Linked DNA regions of Rattus norvegicus: region 1 is linked to region 2. Evidence: chromatin contacts called from public Hi-C data. All regions are on one chromosome and are shown on one strand. The core of a region is the stretch at or near the end of the contact, and the rest is flanking DNA. Distances in the headings are between cores, read along the strand shown. Region 1 has its middle 78 kb from the start of Nrip1. Region 2 has its middle 130 kb from the start of Nrip1.

Evidence for each region. A called contact is a pair of places that touch in the nucleus more often than the background predicts.
Region 1: a Hi-C map of liver shows a contact between it and region 2, with 4 times the contacts expected there. The contact joins two enhancer-like sites. A contact is called at or near these places in 2 of 12 Hi-C or Micro-C datasets (kidney and liver).

What each region holds. Positions count from the first base shown.
Region 1 is chr11:28,541,496-28,547,469 of GRCr8, forward strand. No RefSeq gene overlaps it. Among named protein-coding and RNA genes, the nearest start is that of Nrip1, 78 kb to the left of the region's middle. Within about 2 kb of position 3,591, at least 10 of the 93 cell types and tissues checked have an H3K27ac peak or open chromatin away from gene starts, as enhancers often do. A contact at or near this core is called in liver, where this site is marked.
Region 2 is chr11:28,335,481-28,341,412 of GRCr8, forward strand. No RefSeq gene overlaps it. Among named protein-coding and RNA genes, the nearest start is that of Nrip1, 130 kb to the right of the region's middle. Within about 2 kb of position 3,326, at least 7 of the 93 cell types and tissues checked have an H3K27ac peak or open chromatin away from gene starts, as enhancers often do. A contact at or near this core is called in liver, where this site is marked.

The DNA of each region.
Region 1 (5,974 bases), core at 2,341-4,840, 210 kb after region 2:
CCACACAGCCACTTACTAAGTCACTGACCTTGGTTAGTGATTTTTAATTGACAGTCCCTTTGCTGTCTGCCTTCCCTTTCCTTTCTCCTCTTTTTCTTGGATGTATGTGTAAAGGTGTCCCAGGGGAGACCAAAGAATATGGGTGATTACAAAGTTTTCAGAATTGCTGAACTTTTAAGCTCTTATTTATTGAACTTACTCAAAAGCGAAGAATCAAAAGGAATAACTATGGTTGTTTGTGGGACTGAAAGACCATGCGACTGCGGCAGCTGGCCTTGAGCAGGAGTGGGGTTCAGACATGTCCAGACCCTGAAAAATTTCATCCTGAGCCTGGCAGAAATAGGACTGTTTCCTGCCTGTTCTGGGTCTGAATGTTCCAGAGGGTGTAAGCCTTAAGACCCACCCCCACTTCTGCCACACTTGAGGTGGTCATGTAGCTTGGTGGCCAGGATACAGGTCTAACATCCTCTCTTCTTAAAAGGACATGTCCAGCAAGCACTTGGAATTTCTCTTCATGCAAATGAAGCATTCCCAGCACCTCAGCTGTAGCCAATAATGTACACTCGCTCTAAGAACCCCTACCCACCCCTCAAGGTTTATATAATAACCTTTTTTTCTCCTCTCCCAAAAGGCAAAGAAGGGATATAGAAAACATTGTGTTTCTTTTTTTTCTCCCTTCCCCAAAAATTGTGTTTCTAAGGCTTCCTCTGTTAGATCTCTTTCTATTTCACTGAAAACTGTCTCAAGAGAAGGCTGTTTCACACACACACACACACACACACACACACACACACACACACACACACCCCAGCTGAGATCCTGTTTACCTCACGCACTGCTGGCTATGCCTCCCTCCATCCAAGCCAGTGAGCAACATCCTTGTATACCCTGAGGGGAGAAGCAGACCAGGAGCAGCATTTGTTTCGTTGAATTCATATTAACCCAAAACCTAAACTGAATAAACCCTGCATCTCTCATCTTTAAGGTTGGACTTATTATAGGGTGTATAAAACACTATCAGTTCTGTTCTTTCTTAATACCACCAGCTATGCAAGATACCATAACCATAACCTGTGCTTGCACTTTGTTCAATCTACCTGGAGCAGGTGGCAGCATCTGGGATTGAGAAGCAAGTGGCGTTAAGAAGTGGTGTAAATCAAGGTTCAATTGTTGTATTCTGTCTGGGATAATTGAGACTAAGTACAGAGGCCATGCCTGCAAGTCTAGGTGTCCTGAGTGCGCTGCCAAAGCATCTGACTGCATTGCTGTCAGGGCAAAGGTAATTAGGCATTCTGGAGGAGTCCCACTACTTTTCAGATTGAGCAAATCCCAAACAGGTGCAGATTTAATTCAAGGCTTTGGAAAGCGGCACGGAAGAGACAGCTGTGAACGCTGAAACTCAAAAAGTAAATCGTAAGCAGAGTCTGCCAAGGGAAGAGCATATCCTGGGACCCAAAAGTACAGTCTTGCAGTACCTAAAACACTGTTGGCATGGAAACGGCGAAATGCATGTTGTAGTGGTCCTTTGTATCTCCCGGCCATTCTGCCAGGAAATGAGGTGATACCCGGGAAGCTGAGCACAAGGAGACAGCGATGCATGGACCATCCACACATGATGCTGAATGTAAAACCTGGGGATGGGGAGAATAGAAGTGTCTGAAAGATTTATAATTTTTTAAAATTTCTCTTCTTATGGCCAGCTTTCTATTACAGTGACAAAATTCCTTAGGTTAAGAAGACTTATTTTGGCTCATGGTTTTAGAGGGATCGATACATGGCCAGCTAGCCTCACTGTGTTCAAGGAGAGGCAGGACATCATGGTGATGAGAGGGCATCGACAGGGAAGCTCCTGATTTCATAGAGGCAAGGAAGCCATGATAGAGAGGGAGGGAGGGATATAAATACTAGCTATCCCTTTCCCAAATTCTCCTGTATGTAACTACTTGCTATAAGAATGTCCCACGTTCCGCAGTTTTACCGCCTTACAACAATACTATTAGGACGCAACCAAGCTTCTAGCCCCACGGCCCTAGAAAATACCTCAGACCCAAATCATAACCTTTAGATAAAGGTCAGATTGAATGTGCTTGTCATGAAAGCTAGCAAAACTCTATATAGCAGGGGAGAGGAAAAGCAGTGAGCATGAACATTGTACATCTTTTTTTATTCTCTTGTCTTTTTGGATTGGAACCCAGATCGTCACACATGATAGCCAAGTTCTTTAGCTACACCCTTGGCCCTTCCTGTGCTGTATCTTTGGGCACCAACAATGAGTTTGGAAAGTATGTCATTGAGAAAGTTAAGAAAAGGGCAAACGGAAGAAAAGTAAGAGAAACAGTGTTAGCATCTTTAGCATTAAGCCACTCGGTGGGGCGAGCCTGGAGGTTTTCCTGTGCCTGGGATTACGGAAGGCGGAGGGAGAATCAAAGGATTGCGGCATGGTGCCCAGACAGAGGGTGGCTCCAGAGCTGACCCCTTGTTGAATGAGAGCTAGACATGGGGGCATTTTTTAAAACAGGGTAGAAAATGAGAAGAGGATGAATTAGCCTCTGAACTAATTTCGACTACTCCTTAAACACATAGTGCTGAGCATTGCAAGGTTAAATCCTTGGTGGTCCCAGACTCTCAAGGGAAGCTTCAGGGGGAGTTCATTTGGTCTTTGTTAATTACTAAATACTCATGACTTCATGGGGTCCAGAAGACAAAGCATATTTACTAATCGATATGGAACATGATTTAGTAATTCGAACAGTGGTTTAACTGGCACTGGCTTACGAGTTGAACTCGGAATTTCCATGAATGCTAATACTGTTTTACGGGTTCTCTTTTCTAGAATCTTGCCACTTTCTTTAAATAACTAAACTTTCAGACACACGGAGGATCAGTTACTGGACATCTAAGGACAGTGTGTTTATTTGAGAAGGAGAATGCTTGAATGTGTCCTTAAATTGCTTTGACTCCCAATTGCAAAGAAACCTGTCTAGGTTATTTCAGCCTGGAGAGTGATGGACGGGTCCAGGGGTCACTACTGTTGACTCTGATGTCACTGTAAGGCTGGATGCAAAGAAAGAAGTCAGGAGAAGAGGGGGAGAGGGGGATGGGAAAGAGAATTAGCAAGAGGAACAAAAAACGGAACAGCTGACTTGGTGGGGAGAGGTGGGGTGGCAGCAGGCATTTCCTTGTGTGACATTTAACGACACATAGCCCAGCCTTTTTCGTTCCTTTCTCTTAGGGCAAACATAGGCACTGCTTTGCCTCAACAAGGGCCAGTTTTGAAGAGAAGCCCTTCCCACAGAAAGGCAAGCTCATGAAGGAAGGGGTTCAAATAAGCACCAATAGGCACAGATGCCCACCCCCACAGCAGTAATAAAGAGGAGAGAGGGATCGGTTTTTAAAGCTCCCCTATCAAAGAGCTTCACTCAAGGAGGATCTGTTAATAAGTAATGAAACAAAGTGGCTGTTATGGAGATTAAATGCCCCTGTGTCTAGGTACAAAGTTCAGACTGCAAAGTGAAGCTGTCACCCTCACTCTAACCCCACAGCAGCCTTAGAACCTCTGGTTCAAAGTGTGTCTTGTTGCCTTCCTGTTACTAGGCTGCCCAGTGCAAGGTCCAGCCAGGGGTCAGAGTTCAGCGTCTGTGGCTCGGCTGGCTGCCTTTTGTCTAGCTTGGGCCAGTTTTTCCGTAAGCCACAATACTGCTCATTTAAGACGATTATTACAAGCAACTGACAGATTATTTTTCCTGGCTTCTTGTGTTTGTTCTTTAAAAGGAAGCTTAAATGGTCTCTAACAGTAGTCTCTTGAGGATATACGGGCACGTGAAAGGATAAGAAAATCTATTTCTAAGGAAGAACTATGTTCCAAGTGGATGTATAAACTGGAGGTCCTTTGAAGTTAAGGACTTGCCTGAATAATTTCAAAATGGCTCAAATAATTCATTCTTTAATCATGTACAGTCCCGTAAATGCTAGATTAGTTCTTTAAAATTCAACTAAGATATGAACTCTCAGAGACTGACAGAGTGCACAAATTCAAACCTGACAAAATCCCAACATGGAGAATGGGAAGTGGGCAGGAAATCCCACCCCCTACCCCCACCATTCCTATCCCCCACCCCCACCCCTCCCCCAACCTCGAAGTTACTTGCAACTGTTAACTGTGTGGAGAAGAAAAACCAGTTTCTTTAGTGCATGGATCCTGGGCGTATCAACCACACTCCAGGGCAGGGCCTGCACGGGGAGGGGGGAAGGGGCGTAGTTGGCCAACACAAATTGGACTTCATATTTAGAAAGAATATGAAGCTGGATGGACAGAGAGATGGGGGAAGAGATGGGAAGAGTTGGAAGAAAGAAAGGAAAATCAAAACATATTCTATGAAAGTCGCAAGAATCAAAACAAGAGCTAATTTTTCCATCGATGACAGTAGATGAACGCTCGTTTATTAGAGCCGTCGTTGTTTATGGCCATCCTCTGAAGAACTCCAGAGAAATGCTCCGTCGAATACTTTCCGTGAGTTGCCCTGATCCTTGGAAGAGTTTCAGAAAGTTGGTGAAACATTAATCCCTATTCCCATTTTGCAGGTGAAGAAACAGAGAACTTAGCAACCAGCCGGGGAGCCGTGTTAATACAGCAGGAAGCAGGAACCACCCGACCGACTTCTTTATCCATCCTCTCCCTCGTCCTTCCTTAGCCTCTGCTGTCTTGACACCAACTTTCTTAAAATTAATGCAGTTCTTATTCACTGTTCAATTTTATGACAGTGGGCTGAGTTAAAATAAAACATGAGAGGCAGGCTACTGGGGAAATGTGACGGGAGAGAGCATGTCAGGTAAGAGTTCAGAGAACCGGCGTGACTCCACACTGGCCTCTCGCCAGGCCCTTGTGATTCATGCTCCATCTCCTGGCCACAGGTGCTGGGAGGGCAAGATTTTAGCTTAGCTGCCCAGTGGGTCGAATAGGGCGCTGCTCTTTCCAGTGATAGACTGGATTAATATTTTACCTCAAAAAGGAGTCATACCCATGGGTTGACACCCCAGTCTCCCACAGGGCTTAGAATCTAAAATTCTACTTGTTTTCCACTTGGGAAAAGATTTCTTTCATTCCATATTTTTGTTTTTATTAGGGTATGGTTTGAAAATCATCAATAGGTTTCATTCCTATGATAGGTATATATGTGTATATTTACAAATGAGAAAGACATATTTCAGTTACTGAGTTTTTAGTTAATGATGTTCACAGACACACATATGTACATGACATATACAATACCATTTATATTTGTGTGTATATTTGTATATGTGTATATTTGTCAGTATAAATGTCAGGTCCTAGTTATTACTTGGACTACCCCGTGTGCCATCAAGAAAGCATGTATATAAATTCATCCACATCCTGGTCTTTGTCCTCATAATGCTTGGGCTATAGTAGAAGGAAAAGGTGACAATGCATATAACTAGTGACAGCAGAGCCACATGTCATATGCACATGGGTAGGTAAGAGCAAGAGTCGTGACTGAGTGTCAGAGATCTAGGTGAAAGCCTTTAATCCACACAATGACATCAGGAGGGGTCAATGCTGTCTCCATTTCATAGATAACCACACTCAAACTCAGGGTGGTTAAGACACTTGTCTGAAGCCACACAGCCTGAAAAGAAAGCAAGGACATGAACTGGGGAAATGTGACCGGAGAGAGCATGTCAGGTAAGAGTTCAGAGAACCGGAAATCCACACAGACGTTGGGATATTTTGGCCAGGAGAGGAAAGAACCATATTCTTAGAAAAGCAGGCAACAGGATTTTTGTTTCAGAGCTTTAATAGAGAGAAGGAAGGGAGTCTCTGAGAGATGGCTGGTACTTCAGACCAGGGCCATGGCGGCTAGAAACCAAGACCAGCGACTGTAAATAGCTGATGAGGAGAGGCAAGAAACAAGTGCGGAGCTGTGGGTGGTGTGAACTACTGTCCTTCATCCCGGGT
Region 2 (5,932 bases), core at 2,076-4,575:
TAAAATTAAAAGTGTATTCTTAAATAGTTTCTTGATTAAGAACAAATGCCTCATTAATCTGGAACATATTGACTTGAGAACACAAGTAAAGTCAAAGAGAGTAATGACTGACACGACACGGAACACAGCACTCTGTGTGTTCCCATCTCAAGAGCCTGGGAGGAACACACACCGCAGAAGGTCACTGGATACGGTGACTGAACAGAGCGCCCAGCATTGCCACAGGCAAATTTTTAAGTCTAGAGTACAGTGTCCATTTGCATAACTAAAACACAGGTACTTTAATCTATCTATAGACTCAAGGCATATTCCCTTTACTTTACAGATGGAAATGGACCCAAATTCAGTATCTAAAGAGGAAAAGCTGGGGACACGTGAAAAATATGCTTCATATAAGCAATGAGTTAGGAACTTAGTATCAGTCCTTTGTACCTCCACCTTTGAAGGTCTAGCTAGAGATATAGGTCTTTAAAAATCAACACGAATAGCTTTGAAAACAATTTTTACATAATTGGGTGTGGGTCTTCTTTGGACCATCCTAAAGGGAGATTTATGAAAAGAGCCTATAGTAAATAAAATAAAGGATATTCTTCAATGTGAACATAAAATCTTATAGATTAAGAAACCTTTTTCTGTATTCTTGAGACATTTACACATATATATACACCTTTACAAAACTGACTAAATATTAAACATACATCTGATGATAACCACAATCTTTTTGACTAAATGAAACAATAAACTCTGATTTACAGTGTCAAAAGATGTAGCCTATTGTTTGAAAAGCCTCAGTTTCACCTTCTAGAAAGTAATGCCATGAGAAGAGAGACTTTTTCCTATGTCAGCTATTACAATATTTCTTAGGGACATACCAGAGGTCCCTTGTATATTTGATTACCTAAGGACTCCATCTGTGGCTGGAAGCTTAACCCGCACATAGGCATTGACTTACAGTCTTTACAGTAAGCCCCAGGACTTATTATTCTTCAGTGGCTCTCATCCACACCCCCTCACTGAAAATAGGATTCTTCACAGTATAGGATATATTCATAAAGGAGTACATAGTTTTGGAGAAATATTATACAAAAATAATTTCCCAAATGCCAAAAATTTATGCTACAAAATTACCATAATATTTTCACAGCTAAGATAAATTCCTCTGAAGGACAACAAATTTTGATGCAATTTTCAGTTATAGTCCAATATATAATTGGTTGTTTTTACTTAAATAAGTAAATAGAAAAGTAAGCATCACTTAAATAATTAAGTAAAAATAACATAATCAATTGCAGACTTCAAAATAAGGAAAAGAGAAGATTTTTCTAGAGAGAAAGAAATTTGTCATGAAGAACAATATGAGAATGACCTTTAGCACTAAAAGAAATTATAATTAGACTTTGCCTTCAGCACTGTCTAAGCCCTTTCTTGACCAGGGTTTGACTCTCAGTATCAGGAAGCTAAAGGAGAAGATTGAAAAGAAATGAACAGAAGTGCTTTCCCATCAGAAGACACATTTTATATCATTTTTAAAACTAGATACACGCTGCTTCTCAAGATTTTCAGGGAAAGGAAGCAACAATTTTCAAAAAATGACCAGGACAAAATAAGAATGATAACTTAAAATCAATACCGTAAGTGTTGAATAGATCAGTCAACTTTCCCCTGAAAACTCATGTCTCTGGAGTTCCTTCAATTATTCCAGAAACTATGAAATACCATGTTTCATCGTGAAACACCACTCTAAAACAGGAGAAGTTCTTTGCTTCTAGAAAATCCTACCCAGTACATTGCTATTTTCAGGGAGAGAAGAGACTGGGCATTAGGAATTTGGGTGTATATCTATCCATCTATCGAAATTAAGTGGTCAAGTCTAATAGATAACTTTTATTTTTCTGGCCCTCCTCATTTAAAAGATTGGAGGGTTAGAGACAATAATCTTCAAGTTCTACTCTAACAGACTCTTAGAGCAGCGGTTGTAAACTCCCACTGAGTACTGCATGCACGAGTCTTAGAACTAAGCAGAGATGTAGCGTGGTGATAAACCACAGGCCCAGTGCACACAAGGAATGGTGTGTCACCCACCAAACCACAGAAAAGCCTGCAACACAGAAGGAAGAAGCTTAGCTAAAACGAGACTTTGGTTCTCATATCTCAACTCTCCTCAACTTCTTGCCACAGGTACAGTAATGATCACTCTATATATGATCCTCCTTATTCATAAAGTCCATGTAAGGATTACAGAAACTGCACAGAAAACACTCATCACAGAACTAGGCCCTTTATTGAATCGAGTTTCGTAGTTTTGTAGCAAATGAACTGTAAGCCAGGAAGCCAGGGCACGGCAAACTGAGGGCAGACACCTGTAAGGTCTGAGTCACCATTCCATAAGCAGAAAAGTCAGTCGAATACAGGGAAAACTAGCATAAACGCAGTTAGGAAGCAACATCCAGAAGACATGTTTCTAGAAAAAGAGGCATCTAGAGAAGGATGCCAATCTTGAGAGAAGAGCTGATTGCATCTTGCTATGAAGGGTCTATTTTCACCTAGATTTCTCCACAACCACTTTTTCTCAAGCAACTTTGAGCAGTTTTTATTCATTACAACTAAAAGAGCCCAAGTCACCTGTGCTTCTTTCCATGGATTAATTTTTTTTATTGTGCTTTGCCAATATCTCCTTTTCCTCTCTAGTTAACACAAATACTGGCTGTGATGTTATTTCTAAAGTAATTCAGCTACTTGCTTAGTCTAAGAAGATTCTCACACTTTTCTCAGAAGGTTACATCATTAAGAGAAAAGATTATTGTTCTTGTATCTACTCAGTTCAAGTTTTCAAATTCACAGATTTTACATTGAAATTAAACTATCAGTAGAATAATAATATAGGAATGTCATGTGTATCTATGGAGAAAATATTTGTGCTTAGCAGCTGAAAAATGATTTGAAAAGTGGTATTTCACTGGTCTTGTGGAGCTTTGGGGTGAATTTATCAAATCCAACATTTGTACAATGTACAAGCACCACTGAGGCGTTCTAAAAAAGACTTAGTTACAGAGTTGTTCCAGGTCTCCAATGCAGGGCCAAGATTGGACACAATTTTTCCATCAACTGTTGAATGCTGCTGTTATCCATACCCTTTGTTCAAACAGCCTAGGGGCTCCCTGTTGGAAAGATTACCCTAGGTAGGTTTTGGGTGTTTTTGAGTTTGCTTTGCTTGCCCAAGGTTACATTGTGATTTACACATTTCAGTCACATGAGGGATCTGGGTCATCTGAAGTCATTGTTTGCTCTAGGAAACTCAGCCTTCATCCCAGGCATACTGGACCAAGACCAAACAGGTGAGTCACAGAGGGAAGAAGCCACCTGGCCCTGCTGCCAGTGGCTTAGTGTACTTTGCTCCTGGGAGGAATCATTAAGCAAGTGCATGAGGGCACATGCTTGATAAAAAGATAGGTCCTGGAGTCCTTACTGAATTCCAGCTTGTTTGAGTAAGAAACAATGGTCTCTTAGAGTATCAGTTTGACATGTCCCAGCTAAGAGGAAATGGGATTTTTAAGAGACATCTTGGTGACCAGTAGAAAACAGAAGTCTGGTGCTCCTGTTCTTAGAATATTTATTCCACGGAGATACAGTAAATCATTAAAGGACCAGTGGCTTGTTAGGTTTCCTAAGAGTGAAAACAAACACCTCAATGGTCAGGTAGATTGAGAAATTTGTGCCACAGTCAAAACCTTTGCGCATAGGTAGAATCCATTTGCGTCTATACTTTTCAAAACAGCACCTCAAATCGAGTACCTTCACCAAAGAAGCCATTTTCTGAAAGCTACTCAAGAGCTCCAATGACTCAAGAAATAGCCTTAACACCTGACAGATGGAGCATATGAAATTTAAAAGGAAACCATCAACAAACTGAAGAAATAGTCTACCCGACTGGAGAAAGACATCTAATTGGGGATAAATACCTAGAATGTACAAAGAATTCAAACAGTAAACATCAAAAACTAAATCAGTTCATAAACAAGCAAATCAGTTGAACAGACAGTTCTCTATAGGAGGGATACAAATAGCCAGTTAATATTTTTAAGTGTTCACCCCACACACAAGGTGGTGGTAGCGCATGCCTTTGATCCCAGCACTCAGGAAGCAGAGGCAAGTGGGTCTATATGAGTTCATAGAGAGCCTGGTCTAGGTTAGTTCCAGGACAGCCAGGGCTACATAGAAAAATCCTGTCTCGGAAAAACAAAACAAAAACAAACAAAACCCAACAACAACAACAAAATAAATTTTCAACATCCTTAGCCATTAAGGAACTGTGTATATTACCTCAATTTTAAACCTCACCCTTCTCAGAAGGCTATCATTAAGAATAAATAAATCATAGTAATTTGTGGGGAAAGGAGGACCCTTATAAACTGTTATTCGGAATTTGAGCTGAAGTAGCCACTGAGGAGATCAGTCTAGAAGTTTCTCAATTCAAAATGGAATTACCGTAAGATTCAGCTGTGTCACTTCTGAGGATAGAACTAAAGGACACTGCGTCAACATGCGGCAGAGAGACTGCTCATCAGTGTGGATGACCACACTACTGACGATCGCCATAGTACAGAACTGGTCTAGATGCCCGTCAGCATGTGAAAGAAAAAGAAAATGCAGTATATGTGCACAGCAGAATCGAACTCAGCCACAAATAAGAATGAAATTATGTCATGGGTAGGAAAATGCACAGAACCACAGATTAGCATTTTATGTGAAAGAAGCCAGATGCAAGTAAGTAACATGTTTTCTTACACACGTGGCATTCACATTTTCTATGAAAGCAGAAGGTGAACTAATTGGTAGAGAAGAAAGAATGTGGGGAGAGGGTTGGTAACAAAGCATGTGTGTAGGAGATGCACAACAGCATACATCTATGAAAATGGCCCAGGAAAAGCCATTGTTGTGTGCACTAACTAAAACTATATTAAAACACATTGGATTAGAAAACTACAACTCAATTTCAAATAGAGGCTCATGGGTACATGATTCATTTACATCCCATTTCCCCAAATAATGAATCCAATGCTACCTTTGTTTTCATACCTATGAATCCCCAATGTTCCTGAATCTCATTGTAAATATTCATCTAGACACAGGAATTGTAAGCCCTGCTTTCTACACATAAGACGCCTATGTATGACCTAATGAGTTTCACCAATATCCCACCATGAAATTCTGGCACGTCCAAGAGAGTGCCTTCAATGTTGAGGATCCAACAGTTAGGAGTGCTTCCTATCCTGCTGGATTTTTACCATGGTGTGTGTGGGGACAAGTGTCTGCTTGCATCCGGCCACTCATTATTTAGGAGACTATGTCTTATGACAGCTCCTGGAGCCCTGCTTCTACACAGCACTGTGGCACATGGTGGTACCCTCTCTCTATCTTCCTCACTACATATATGCTAGCGCCTGTTTAGAAATGAGCAAAATATGTTTAATTCCTGATTTCATAGGAGCTGAATTTTGCAGTCACCCTTTCCAGAATGGAGGACCTAGTACTATATTCCAACATTTTTTATCTTCTGAAGTCTTCTCAGGCCTTCAGAAATGACATTTCTTCCATCCTTTTCTCTCTTCTTTCCATATACAAATATTAGTGTTCTCCCACATTGCCAAAAAAATTGAATGAAAATGTATGGAAGGTAAAGTAAAATCTGAGCTGACTAGATAAAATGACATGATGTTATTCACAGAAAATAATGTTAAACAAAATATTCTTCACCTTATCAGTCACATGAATAGGATTGGATTTAAAAAATGAAAGAATAAGTGGATAATTACAGTCACAAAGCCCATCAACAGAATTAATAGGGTTTTGTACAGCAAAGAAATAATAAGCTGTGGTGATTATAACTATAGGGCTGTGTGATCTATTTTATCTGCATAGTTTCATATCACTT